Linked DNA regions of Salmo salar: region 1 is linked to region 2. Evidence: chromatin contacts called from public Hi-C data. All regions are on one chromosome and are shown on one strand. The core of a region is the stretch at or near the end of the contact, and the rest is flanking DNA. Distances in the headings are between cores, read along the strand shown.

Region 1 (6,888 bases), core at 1,045-3,544, 50 kb before region 2:
ATCACAAAGCCCTGACCTCAACCCTATAGAACATTTTGAAAACTGAAAAAGCGTATGCTAGCAAGGAGGCCTACAAACCTGACTCAGTTACACCAGCTCTGTCAGGATGAATGGGCCAACATTCACCCAACTTATTGTGGGAAGCTTGTGGAAGGCTACCATAAACGTTTGACCCAAGTTAAACAATTTAAAGGCAATGCTACCAAATACTAAATGAGTGTATGTAAACTTCTGACCCACTGGGAATGTGATGAAAGAAATAAAAGCTGAAATCATTCTCTCTACTATTATTCTGACATTTCATATTCTTAAAATGAAGTGGTGATCCTAACTGACCTAAGACAGGGAATTTTTACTAGGATTAAATGTCAGGAATTGTGAAAAACTGAGTTTAAATGTATTTGGCTTAGGTGTATGTAAACTTCCTACTTCAACTGTAATTACACACCTCTGAAATTTGACATGTCCTTCTTTAGCAAACGGTATGTCAGATGTATTGGGATAATGGAAAAATAAAAATCTCAGTGTCTCTGTGACAATTGACAACAAACTGACAATAAATACTTTTAAGACGAGCCAGTCTAGATCCTGCAAGCATGTTGTGGTAGGCCTACATACTGGGAGGTCTGGCAACAACCTACTGCTGTAGGCCTAGTTCTTACAATGGTCTTGACTCAAATCAATAACATGCTTTGATGCTAAAGAGGAAAAACCTATGCCTATAGCCTGTGTAAAGTATTCTCAATGGGCTTTGTGTGGTTTGGAAGGAGGGCACCTTACAGCTATCTCAGGGTAAGGTCTATGGAGGTTTATTTGGCATACTTATGTGACCCATTGATGGAGGTGCATTGTGTTGGATCTAGCTCCATTTGATATGAAATGGTTTTATATTATCACATTGAAAAACACAGCAATAAAATACAGCATAGAAATGCAATGGCAAGTACCTTGTACATACAGAGGAAGGTGGAGTTAAACAGTGTTGAGGTAAGTCCCACACCCTTTCCCGTAAGCACGTCAGCATGCAGCCATCTTGTGTCTATCTATCCTCAATCATAAGATGGCCGACACACTGAAGCATCATCTACTTCTAGTAAACTAGGATGGTTTTAACGTAATCAAACATTCTTTGCTTGTTAGCTTACATTCTTTTCATTTAAAAAGTGTTTTTGTCTCACAAAGACTAGGCTACTGATTTTCTTTTAAACAGAGCCCGTGGATACTAGCTAAAAACTCGTTGGTCATAACTACAGTAACAACAGGTCCAAACAAGTCATCTTTGATCATATTTTCACATTTTCTCTCCCCAATGAAAATGTGTTGTGGAATTGTTTAACACTCCCACAGTGTGTTCTGGTATGTATGTGGAGGGGATAACCAAATCATGTTTAGTTAGTTAATAAGTCTGTGAATGGAAAGTCCCTGATAAGGTTCATAAAAGGGATCAAACCATAGGCTACAGTGAAGGATAAACAATGTCAAAGCGCCATCTATAGGTAGACTGTAATTGTCCTCACTTCTGTTTCAAAGAAATCACATGATGAGTCACTTGACTTTTGGGTGTCTTTGTCGCTCCAGGGTAAAGATTCCTCTAGGTACACATCTAGGATCTGCTTCCTCTCCCCCAATCCTTAACCATTAGTGGGGAAAATGCAAAACTGACCCAAGATCAGCGTCTTAGGGCAACTTCACCCTACTCCTTCTCGGTCATGCTCAATGTAGGAGTTTCCTCTCATCACAAATCTTGGATCAGATTACCCTACTTCCAATCCTAACATAAAAAATGGGTAGTGAAAGAAATATCTGACACTGTATCAGTGGTTGGGGTAAACTTCTATCGACTCCCTCTGGCATAGTCAGTTGTTATTGTCAACGGAGAACTGGCATTTGGCACATGCACCAGGAAGTAAGATGGTCAGAGCAGAAGCCATAGCTTGTTAATCAGATGAAAGTATCAGGTCATGGAATCCTTCTTGTTACCTTGTTTCTCTGCATTCTGCAAACAGTCAGTATATTCTGTGACATTCCGACTCGGGAAGACTGAAAAAGAAGATATTTTCTATTCAAAAGTTAGCTGATTTTATCTGTTGAATGGATATATAAATCATATTAAGCGATATTTGAATGGCATTAGAAGTTGAATAGGATCTCTTCATTATAACAAAACACATGTTTTAGAAATAAAGTCATTATGGTTAAAATGCTTGCTGTGGTGTTATGAATGTTATTTCACACATAAAAAAAGAAAACATGGAATAATGAGTGACTGCTGGGTATGATGCTGTAGATGACATGAAAACACACCATGGTGGAATTATGATCCAATAGGAGATGAAAGAATTACAATGTCATCAGGCACCAGGCAGAACTGAGAAACATAAGTTGAAATAGAAAGTGCAAGTAAATGACATTGATTATTGAGATGTTTTAATGGTGATACTGATGAACAAATAACATTATATATTGTTTATAGTTATATACAATAAATATCTGTGTGATATATATAGGCCTCACTAATAGCCTACACCAGTTCACTAGTCTTTCTCCAGCAGGCAACTGGTCATTCAAATCCTGTCTATGACACAGGTCTGGCTGGTCTGCCATGTTTGTTCCCATGGGTGAACTATAATGAGGGTTGTAGATATGGATTTTCTTTTTCATACATGTATGATTAGTGACCCAACCCCTCTAAAATCAGAGAGTCAAACATACTGGCACTCAGGCTACCTCCAATGTGTCTGTTATAAAATTGTAAAGATCTGAGAAAATAATTTGTATAGCATTGTTAACAATAAAATAGCTATACAATGATGTAGCAGAGCATTACTGGACACCATGGAGTATGTATCACAAAGACCCAGGAATGTATTTTCAGGCTAAAAAGGTGGCATCATTATAGTTGTATCACTAGTTTTACATTGACGTAATCACTTTCCAGGTTTCCATTTACTGATTGGTATTCCTGTGTAGCAGAAAGATAATCCTAAAGCTTGAAGTTATTAATGTTGTGTTTATTAAGACAGTAGTGATACTCCTTATTCCAGGGTGTTGACACTGTGCCACAGCATAGCTTTAGTACTTAGTTTGTAACAACTTCAGTGTTACAGGTTAGCAAAAGTGAAAACTATTTTTCCTGTATAGTTTTCAAATAAAACCCATCTGTTTTTGTATTTCAAACTAGTTTATATACCTATAACCCCAATTTCAGACCCAGTTACTGTAAAAATAAGATTTTTGTCATTGTAGATTTTAGTTGTGCAGTTATTAGTTACAAGAAGTTATCACCAGATAGTGCTGTTTTAGAGAAATGTGTCTTTGTGCCTGGGTGCACATTACTTTGACTCAAAATTCTAGAAGAGTTTGCTGTCTTTCTTCTCTTGTCTGTGATTCTCTGCTGTGAAGACAGTCAGTCAGACAGACAGACTGACAGACAGAGGTCAGTGAAGAAGATGACTGAAACTAATACAATATATTCCACTGAAAAGCCAAATCCTAACTTAAGATATCTACCAATAACTCAAACTTGCATCAATCACATCAATAGGGGATTGGGGAGAAAGTTGACATTGGTGTTTCAAAGACACCCAGAGAGATATTCACCTGTTTGATTAGTCAGAGAGAAACCTCATTCCTTTGGAACAGTGTTGTGGGAGGAGTTGGAGCCAACATCAGAAGCTACAAGGAAAACAGACACAACCGCATTCTAAAATGGATTCATTCCAACACAATATATCCAAAGTCAGAAGATAAATGATGAACAACTACAAGATGAAGCCTTTTCTTTCAGTTTCAGTGATGACATCAGAAGCAGAATAAAGGCAGGTACTTACTGTTGGCCGGAATGAAGCCTGAAACATGTTGTTATTGTGAGTGAGTGAGTGAGTGAGATACTAGAACTAGATGATGCTTCAGTGTGTCGGCCATCTTCTGATTGAGGATAGATAGACGTATGAGAAAGAGAGAGACAGAGAGAGAGAGAGAATGCGCGCGCGCGCGCGTGTGTGTGTGTGTGTGTGTGTGTGTGTGTGTGTGTGTGTGTGTGTATTAATGATTTGGGGAAAAAATGATACAGTTACTTATTGGGATAATAGTATATTTTTTTACAATATATCGGATCATTTTATTTTTGCGCAAGTTTGTTGTACCTGCACTAAAACTACAGTATTTTTCCTTCATAGCTTTTCATTCATCTTCTTTTTAAATAGGGAGCCATTTTGTCTTCAGCACTTTTACTGATCAAAACTCGTATTATCATGTCTCTCTCTTGTCCCTCTGCAGCAGACATGATGAGTAGTATGTTTGGAACATCGAATCGCAATAAAATCACAGTATCGAATCATAATACATAAACAATCTTGAGAATCCCAATGCGTATCATATCGGCACCTAAGTATCACGATAATATCGTATTATGAGGTCTCTGGCAATTCCCAGCCTTGGGCCTATGACTGTGCATGTGTGTACGTTTCAATGTGTCCTTTAGTGTCTCTATGTAGGAGAATTCCTGTATGATGCGCATGAGTTTGTTCGTGGTGTAATTGGCAGTGGGTGGTGGTATGTGAATCATATTGAGGGAAGTAGTACATAAAACATTGATTTTGGTATTTTGATGGATGTTATTACATTATTCATCCCAAAAGTTATTCCTCATCGGTTAATGTAATAACCACCAGTTAATGTAATAACTTATTACATTTAGCGGAAAACAATATTACATTAACTGTTCAACATTTTATTATGTTAACCGGCAAGTTATTAAATTAACCAGTTTTGTTACATAAAAAATGTAAAAGTTATTACAAATAGAAAAGTTATTACATTAACCAGTGTTATTACATTAACTGTTGTTACAAGACCTAATCCTAGCACAAGATGGATAAAACCCTTCATTTTAACGTTGGCCCCTGAATTCCTGATGTGTTTTCTCAGCCAATCTTTCCCTCTTGAGGCATCAGGCACAAATTATCAGAAAAAAACAATATTAGCTTGTATATAATTTTTGAACCAATTCTAATTGAGCTAGCTCAAGCACCAGTAGCCTAAAATCTGTATGGAACCAACGAGCAAAGCTTGATAAAAAAATACAATGTTTTACGTAGCTGAATGTAAGTTGTATGAATTTCAATCAACCATTAGGCCCAAAACAGTGTCTCCAGAGAGTGCATGCAGGTTCAAATATAGTGACAAACTAAAGGCCTATAAATGACCAACGTCAATAATGTTCATTATTACTTATGTCAATATCTATGTCAATACCTCACATGACCCATGGAAGTCTAGATTACAGTATGCTGATTCATTGTCATGGTCATCTGCACTAGTGTTTCAGACTGTTGTTCATCTCTGTTCTATTCCTCCTTCTGTTACACTGAGATCATGTATCTAAACAGAGCAGTGTCCCAAACAGCACCCCCCCCAGCACGGATATGAGTTCGTAGGTTTCAGTGTCAGTTTGTCATGAAAACAGAGCCACATGTTGCAGAGGCAAATGAGGACAGACATACAGACAAGCAAACTAATGTAAAACTGTATTTGGTCTGAAACAGAAGAGAATGTCTGATGACAGTCATAATGTAATTAAGTCTGTGATAGTTATATGGCTTTAATGCAGAAACATACAGTAAAAGGCCACCACCTCACTGAGAGGACCTAACACTCTTTAGAATGACCTGTATTATGGTCAGACTTGTGAATGAGAAGCCATATCTTGTTATTTGCCAGGTTCATGTAGTTATATTGTAGGTCCCCAGCTCTAAAATGTACTACAAAGCGTTGACAGGTCATTCTTTGGCATATATCAGACGTATTGGGATAAAGTAAAAAATACAAATAGTCTGTGACAATTGACAATAAAGTAATATATTTCTCATCTAAGACAAGCCAGTCTAGATAACCTGCAAGCGTCTTGTGGTAGGCCTACATACAGGGAGGTCTTCCAGCAATCTGCTGCTGTAGGTTAAGTTCTTACAATGGCCTTGACTCAAATCAATAACATGGGAGGAGGATCACTTTGATGTGAAAGAGGAGAAACAATGTATTCTTCCTATGGTATTCTCAGAGGGCTTGTGGTTTGGGAGAATTGCACAATGGAGCTATCTTAGGTCGTGTCTACACTTGACACTTACATGCAACTTCTGCTATCAGAATACGAAGATCACATTGAAAAGACAGGTCTAGACGCACAAAAGTTGCTTTGTGGTCGAAACAGTAGTTGCATGTGTTAGCTGGCCTCATAAATGCTAGCCAGCAAGCTAATATTTAGAAAAAAAACACTTTTGTTTGGCTAGAGTTATCCTAACCCGTTTGCAATCCCTTTAGCATTGCTTGCTAGCTTGCTGGCTAGCTACTGAGGTTAGCTGGCTAGTTAGCTACAGTAGTTAGCTACTGCCATCAGTTGTTGTTGTGTTATTATCATATTTAGCCTATTCCACCGTTTGTAGAATGCATACTGTCATTTGAATATAGTGCGGGGAAAAGGCAATCCGAACACACTGTGGACACTGTAGACACATTTAAATGTAGGTGTAGAAGCATGACGCGTTCAGAATTCCATGATCAGAACTCTATGATCAGAATACTAAATCGGCATGAACTGTCAAGTCTAGACACGGCCTCAGGCTATACATGGTTGTACATATCCATACTGCTGAGTGGGATACTTTGCATTGATAAATATGATTTGTTTGTTATTGTCATGAACATACAATATTGCTATTCAACAAGGGTTTTTTGTCTCCCTCTATGTAAATACGTATATACTAAATAAAATACAGTGACAGTAGATAATAGATGTAAACTCTTTGACCATGTTGTAAAGTAACTACAGCACTAACCAGGTCTCATCTTATTGTTCACCAGTAATTACACATTCTCTACCAGATGGAACCA
Region 2 (7,179 bases), core at 2,792-5,291:
AAAAAAAACATATATTTTTTTTAACTAAGGGGTTGAATACTTATTAACCAAAGATATTCCAGCTTTTCATCTTTGATTCATTTGTAGAAATTTCCAAAACTTAATTCAACTTTGACATTATGGGGTATTGTGTGTAGGCCAGTGACACAAAATCTAAATTTAATCCATTTAAAATTCAGTCTGTAACACAACAAAATGTGGAAAAAGTCAAGGGGTATGAATACTTCCTGAAGGCACTGTATATCAGATGTATTGGGATAAAGGAAAAAGACACATCAGTCTCTTTGTAACAATTGAAAATAAAGTAATTTACAGTGCATTCGAAAAGTATTCAGACCCGTTTACTTTTTCCACATTTTGTTACATTAATCCCTTATCATAAAATATATATATTTTTAAATTCCCCTCATCAATCTACCCATAATACCCCATAATGACATTTTCATAAGTATTTAGACCCTTTACTCAGTACTTTATTGAAGCACCATTGGCAGCGATTACAGATTCGACTCTTCTTGGGTATGACGCTACAAGCTTGGCACCCCTGTATTTGGGGAGTTTCTCCCATTCTTCTCTGCAAATCCTCTCAAACTCTGTCTGGTTGGATGGGGAGCGTCGCTGCACAGCTATTTTCAGGTCTCTCCAGAGATCGATCGGGTTCAAGTCTGGGCTCTGGCTTTGCCACACAAAGACATTCAGAGACTTGTCCCGAAGCCACTCTTGCGTTGTCTTGGCTGTGTGCTAAGGGTTCTTTGTCCTGTTAGAAGGTGAACCTTCACCCCAGTCTGAGGTCCTGAGTGCTCTGGAGCAGGTTTTCATCAAGGATCTGTCTATACTCCGTTCATCTTTCCCTCGATCCTGACTAATCTCCCAGTCCCTGCCACTGAAAAACATTCCCACGGCATGATGCTGCCACTACCATGTTTCCCCCGTAGGGATGGTGACAGGTTTCCTCCAGACGTGACGCTTGGCATTCAGGCCAAAGAGTTCAATCTTGGTTTAATCAGACCAGAGATGTGTGTCATGTGCCTTTTACTGAGGAGTGGCCATAAAAGCTTGATTGGTGGAGTTCTGTAGAGGTGGTTGTCCTTCTGGAAGGTTCTCCCATCTCCACAGATGAACTCTGGAGCTCTGTCAGAGTGACCATCGGGTTCTTGGTCACCTCCCTGACCAAGATCCTTCTCCCCATTGTCACGTCCTGACCAGTAAAAGGGGTTGTTTGTTATTATAGTTTGGTCAGGGCGTGGCAGGGGGTGTTTGTTTAGAGTGTTTCGGGGTTTGTTGGGGTATGTTCTATGTTAGTCTATTTCTATGTTTGTTCTAGTTTATCTATTTCTATGTAGTTTATTGGGTTGACCTTCAATTGGAGGCAGCTGTACCTCGTTGCCTCTAATTGAAGGTCCTATTTAAGAGGGGTGTGTTTTCATTGGGATTTGTGGGTAGTTGTTCCATGTGTAGCTGTTTGTCTCACAGGACTGTTTTTCTCGTCATTGCTTTGATTTAGTGTTTGTTTTGGCTTTTCTTCATAATAAAGGAAGATGAGCATACACATTCCCGCTGCGCCTTGGTCCCATATTTACAACGAGCGTGACACCCATATTGCTCAGTTTGGCAGGGCGCCCAGCTCTAGGAAGAGTCTTGGTGTTTCCAAACTTCTTCCATTTAAGAATGATGTAGGCCAAGGTGTTCTTGGGGACCTTCAATGCTGCAGAAATGTTGTGGTACCTTTCCCCAGACCTGTGCCTCGACACAATCCTGTCTCAGAGCTCTACAGACAATTCCTTTGACCTCATGGCTTGGTTTTGGCTCTGACATACACTGTCAACTGTGGGACCTTATATAGACAAATCATGTCTAACCAATTGAATTTGGACTCCAATCAAGTTGTAGAAACATCTCAAGGATGATCAATGGAAACAGGATGCACCTGAGCTCAATTTCGAGTCTCATAGCAAACGGTCCTAATACTTATGTAAATAAGGTATTTCTGTTTTTTAGTTTTAATAGATTTGCTAAAATGTAAAAAAATCAGTTTACCCTTTGTCATTATGGGGTATTGTGTGTAGATTGATGAGGATTTTTTTTTTATTTCATCCATTTTAAAATAAGGCTGTAACGTAACAACATTTGAAAAAGTCAAGGGGTCTGAATACTTTCCGAATGCACTGTTTCTCATCTAAGACAGTCTAGGTAACCTGCAAGCGTATTGTGGTAGGCCTACATACAGGGAGGTCTTCCAGCAATCTGCTGCTGTAGGTTTAGTTCTTACAATGGCCTTGACTCAAATCAATAACATGGGAGGAGGATCACTTTGATGTGAAAGAGGAGAAACCATGTATTCTTCCTATAGTATTCTCAGTGGGCTTGTGGTTTGGGAGGACGACACAATAAAGCTATCTCAGGCTAAGGTCTATGGAGGTTTATTTGGCATACTGGATGGGACCCATTGAAGGACGTACATTGTGTTGGATCTAGCTCCATTTGATAGGAAATTGTTTAATATCATCACATTGAAAAACACAGCAAGAAAATCATATAGAATAGAAATGCAATGGAAAGTGGAGTCAAACAGTGTTGAGGTAAGTCCCACGCCCTTTCCAGTAAGAGCGTCAGTATGCAGCCATCTTGTGTCTATCTATCCTCAATCATGAGATGGCCGACACTGAAGCATCATCTAGTTCTAGTAGCCTATACATGGTTGTACATATCCATACTGCTGAGTGGGATGTAGGACTATGCATTCTTTTCATTTAAAAAGTGTTTTTGTTTCACAATGACTAGGCTACTGAAAGAACTAAAACAGAGCCAGTGGATACTAGCTGAAAACCCGTTGACCATAACTACAGTAACAAACCTACACATCCAACCAAGTCATCTTTGATCATATTTTCACATTTTCTCTCCCCAATGAAAATGTGTTCTGGAATTCTTGCCCACTCCCACAGTGTGTTCTGGTATGTGCGTGACGGGAATAACCAAAGCAAGTTCAGTTTGTGAATGGAAAGTCCCTGAAATGAACAATAAAAGGGTCAAAAACCAGCCGTCGCAGAGGCTACAGTGAAGGATAAACAATGCCACAGTGCCATCTATAGGTAGACTGTATCTCTCCTCACTTCTGTTTCAGAGAAATCACATGACGAGTCACTTGACTTTTGGGTATTTGTCGCTCCAGGGTAAAGATTCCTCTAGGAACAGATATGGGATCAGCTTCCCCTCATCCATTCCAATCCTTAACCATTAGTAAGGAAAATGTAAATCTGACCCAAGATCAGCGTTTTAGGGCAACTTCACCCTACCCCGTCTCGACGTCAAAGTAGAAGTTGCCTCACCACAAATCTTGGATCAGATTACCCTATTCCTTCTTGCCATCTTGTTTCTCTGCATTCTGCAAACAATCAGGCAACTCTGTGACGTTCCAATTCAGGCAGAATGAAAAACAAGCTATTTAATTTTCTATTTAAAAGGTAGCAGATTTCACCTGTTGACTGGAAATACAAGACAGGCAGGGGCTAACTCTTTCATAAAATAATGACCCATCATGTATTAATTCATGCCACTGTACCGAAATCCATGTGACGTTCGTAATTTTCGAACAGAAGCAGCCAGCCAGGTATAAACTCCAATGGTGTGCATGTTCCCAGATTCCAGTTTCAAAGAAATCAAGTGATCTTGACCACTCTGGGGCACGTTTGAAAGTAACGTTAGTGTTGGTGCACCATCTTGTGTTGAGTGTGCATTCTGCATGTTGCGCGGCAAATCATGTTGTGCACGAAGCTCTCTGAGTTTGTAAAACAGTTTATTTTTTCACAACATTTTTATGCAGTTTGTGCCTCATAAAATCAGTGTATTGACTTTTATTGGACACCGCGGTGGTTTATCATTATCTATGCCTCGTCTTGCTATGCGCATGTCTTTGAAAAATGAAAGTGAAAGCAGTTTCTGCAGGTTACAGGGGAAGTCCGAAGACAACATCATATTTCTCCATGCTTTAACAACTTCAAACTACACCAGAACAGCCGATAACACTGTCGAAGACAACCATGGCCAATATTTCAACAATTTACAAGCTATCGTTTCTCGCCTTTACTTACTTCATACACGGTAAAAATGGTCGACTTTTCTTAGTGTATTTCCTTTCAACTCTCCGGCATCTGTGGTGTAGATTTTTTAAATATATTGATATTGAACATGACTTCATATATGATACAATTTGAAACAACTGCTGCTCTGTATCTACTTAATCTGTATTGATCAGTGATATTGTATTGATCAGTGTTACTTTGTAGCTTGTATATGCATTGCACTTGGTTGGTTAATTTAGATCATTGTGTGAAATGACAAGCACACATAAACAGCCTTACAGCAAATATGTATTCATACGAATGCAATTGTTTTTTAAAAATGTATTACAGTTCAATAAGCGATTTACAGTAATAGAGATTTACAGTATTTTTGTTTCCACTGTCTGAATACTAAGCATCTTTTGCTCTTTTGATTGCCCTTTCATTACTATTCTTACGAAGCTAATCTAAAGTAGTTTACATCTTCTCACCTATCCACATTGATGCTCTCACATATTCACACAACTTTCTCATCCTTCTCTCTTCCAGTCTATGGGACAAGCTGTCCAGTTCTGGAGTGCTGGTTTGTCCAGGAGAAACCAGGTCGAGGTGGGGGATTCCCTGCTGCAATGATCCAGGAGAAGTCACTACTGTATATCAATACAGACCCAGAGAGTGAAGAAACCAAGTCACAGCAGGGACCATCTGCAGACATCAACCATGATAGAGTCTACTACGTCACTGGTCAGTACTTATCATTATACACTATATAGGACGATCTCTTTCGAAATTATGACGGATTTGAATGACAAGCCAGTGGCTGTTAAAGGTGCACTCAGTCAATTTGGTGTTACAGCTCAACAATTCGCCATCCTCTAACACCAAGCCTCTAATTTAAATTATACAAGACTACAAGAGTGTTGTCATTTTAGGCAGAGCGTTTCAGAAAAATAAATGTTATTTCATTGAAAGGATAACTTCTATAGACAAATCTCCCTCTCTCTCATCAGACCCAGCAGCCATCCTCTGCAGTTCCTCTCTGCACCCACCAGAGGGCTCAGTCCATAAACCACAGTGCGAGATAAACCCCTTCATGCCCCAGCCCTCCACCGTTCAATGGGTAGTCCCGCTCACTGACTCTGCCCACAGTCCTATCTACCTGCAAGCTGACTGGTACTCTGCAGCCTTGCAGGGCCTTGACGGACAGCTGGGCCTGTCCAGTGTCATGCGTGCTCCCACGGCAACCAAGGAACCCACTGGTAAAGAGCCCTATGATTGATTTGGCTGGTGTAGGCCGTCATTGTAAATAAGAATTTGTTCTTAACTGACTTATAAAATATTAAAAAGAAAGTAATTGAAATTAATTTGTCATATGCCATGAAGAATTATAGAATCCGGTGATGTTTATTACTACGTAACGTCACAGATAAAGTAGTGTGAAAGTTTAATGTCTCTCTGCTACCCCTCTCTCTCCCAGTGGTGCTCAGTGTGTCCAGTAGAACCCCCTTGGTCCGTTCCAGACTCGGGGAACCGGTGGTTCTAGACTGTGGGTTTTGGATGGAGGCCACTTCTCCTCTCTCTGGCTCTGGCTTCGCCGTGGAGTGGCGCTACCAGTTCAGGGGTGATGGCCGTCTGGTTCTGGCCTACGACGGCAAGACAGACCGATTTGCCGAGACCAAGGAAAAGAGAGCGGGGCTAGACTTCACGGCTCTGCACGAGACAGGAAATGCATCACTGATCCTGCAGGAAGCTCAAGTGCGCCACACAGGAACCTACATCTGCACGGTGTACTTGCCCTATCTCCTGGCTCAGGTGGCAGTGGAGCTGGAGATTGTAGGTGAGGATAGATGAATACACTTGATTAGTCTGCCAATACTAAAGTGTTGCAATTTTTGTTTTAGAACTGTAGAATCTCAACCACTATGTATAGTATATTCACTGAAATAACTACTGTAACTCCATATACAGTACATTCTCATAATGGTATGTCATGGTCTACTAAATAGCATTAGAAAACATGCCATTTATGTGTATCATCCTCTCTTACCTCATTCTCTCACTCCTATTTCTCCCTCTATCTCTCCCAGAGCCTCCGTCCCTCTCCATCTTCCCCTCCCCGCTCCCTCTCTCCGTGCCCGGCCAGGTGGTGAAGGTGCAATGCGAGGCGTCAGGATTCTTCCCCCTCTCCCTGGACTTCCACTGGGAGTTAACAGGGCCTGACGGTAAGGTCAGGCCCCTGGGTCAGGGCAGCGTGACAGGCCACAGGCAGGGCCCAGACAACACCTACAGCCAGACCTCCCGTCTGGAGTTAGACTCAGCCAAGCTGGACCTTGGCCGTGGAGGGGAGGTCACCTGTGTGGCCGTCCATCCTGGAGGCACCCGGCGGGCCAGCGTCACCCTCAATGTCATCGGTGAGAGTTAATTTAATCGAGCTGCATTGAGTTGATGGATGTTGCCCCTGGGTCCACTGATTCATAGTAAAGGTTAGGATTGGGGTAAGGGAATCTGTGGTTAGGGGCAATTTCTACCTCAAGCAATGTTCTTTACATTCCATACATGGGCCCATATAGCAGTGTCTCTAGGCCTACCAGTATAATAAAGCAATAAGGCCCTAGGGGGTGTGGTGTATGGCCAATATACCATGGCTAAGGGCTGTTCTTACGCACGACACAATGCAGAGTGCCTGGATACAGCCCTTAGCCGTAGTACATTGGCCATATACCACAAACCCCAGAGGTGCCATATTGCTAATATAAACTGGTTACCAACGTAATTAGAGCAATAAAAATAAATGTATTTTCATACCCGTGGTATACGGTACTGATATACCACGGCTGTCAGCCAATTAGCATTCAGGGCTTGAACAGCCCAGGTTATAATTTCTGATATGCAATTACTTTGATCTGAAAAGTCAAATACATTTGACTTGACTTGACACAACTTATCCTGCGTATGTCTTAAATTTACTCTCTATCTCTTCATCCCAATCAGGTATTAATGGTCCCTCCATTGAAGACTCCATGGCGATGGTTGCCGTGGCCCTGGGGCTCTATGGTTTGATCAAGATCGTCTCCTGGACATTTAGCTCTGGTAAATACAATCGGTTTGAACTAAGATA

What was found. Hi-C and Micro-C count contacts between places; a contact is called where the count stands out from the background.
Region 1: a contact with region 2 is called in a Hi-C map of gill, with 4 times the contacts expected there. The contact joins the enhancer-like site here to the promoter of tapbp in region 2. A contact is called at or near these places in 3 of 3 Hi-C or Micro-C datasets (blood, gill and muscle).

The regions. Positions count from the first base shown.
Region 1 is chrssa27:10,462,652-10,469,539 of Ssal_v3.1, reverse strand. No RefSeq gene overlaps it. Among protein-coding and RNA genes, the nearest start is that of LOC123730933, 8.8 kb to the left of the region's middle. Within about 2 kb of position 2,294, at least 3 of the 13 cell types and tissues checked have an H3K27ac peak or open chromatin away from gene starts, as enhancers often do. A contact at or near this core is called in gill, where this site is marked.
Region 2 is chrssa27:10,413,913-10,421,091 of Ssal_v3.1, reverse strand. It overlaps tapbp (TAP binding protein), which reads left to right and starts at 4,041. Exons shown (of 8, transcript NM_001123605.1): 1 at 4,041-4,101; 2 at 4,611-4,805; 3 at 5,072-5,320; 4 at 5,539-5,898; 5 at 6,149-6,472; 6 at 7,053-7,151. The coding sequence starts at 4,041. It overlaps LOC123730932 (a long non-coding RNA gene), which reads right to left and starts at 3,737. Exons shown (of 2, transcript XR_006762373.1): 1 at 3,563-3,737; 2 at 2,405-3,008.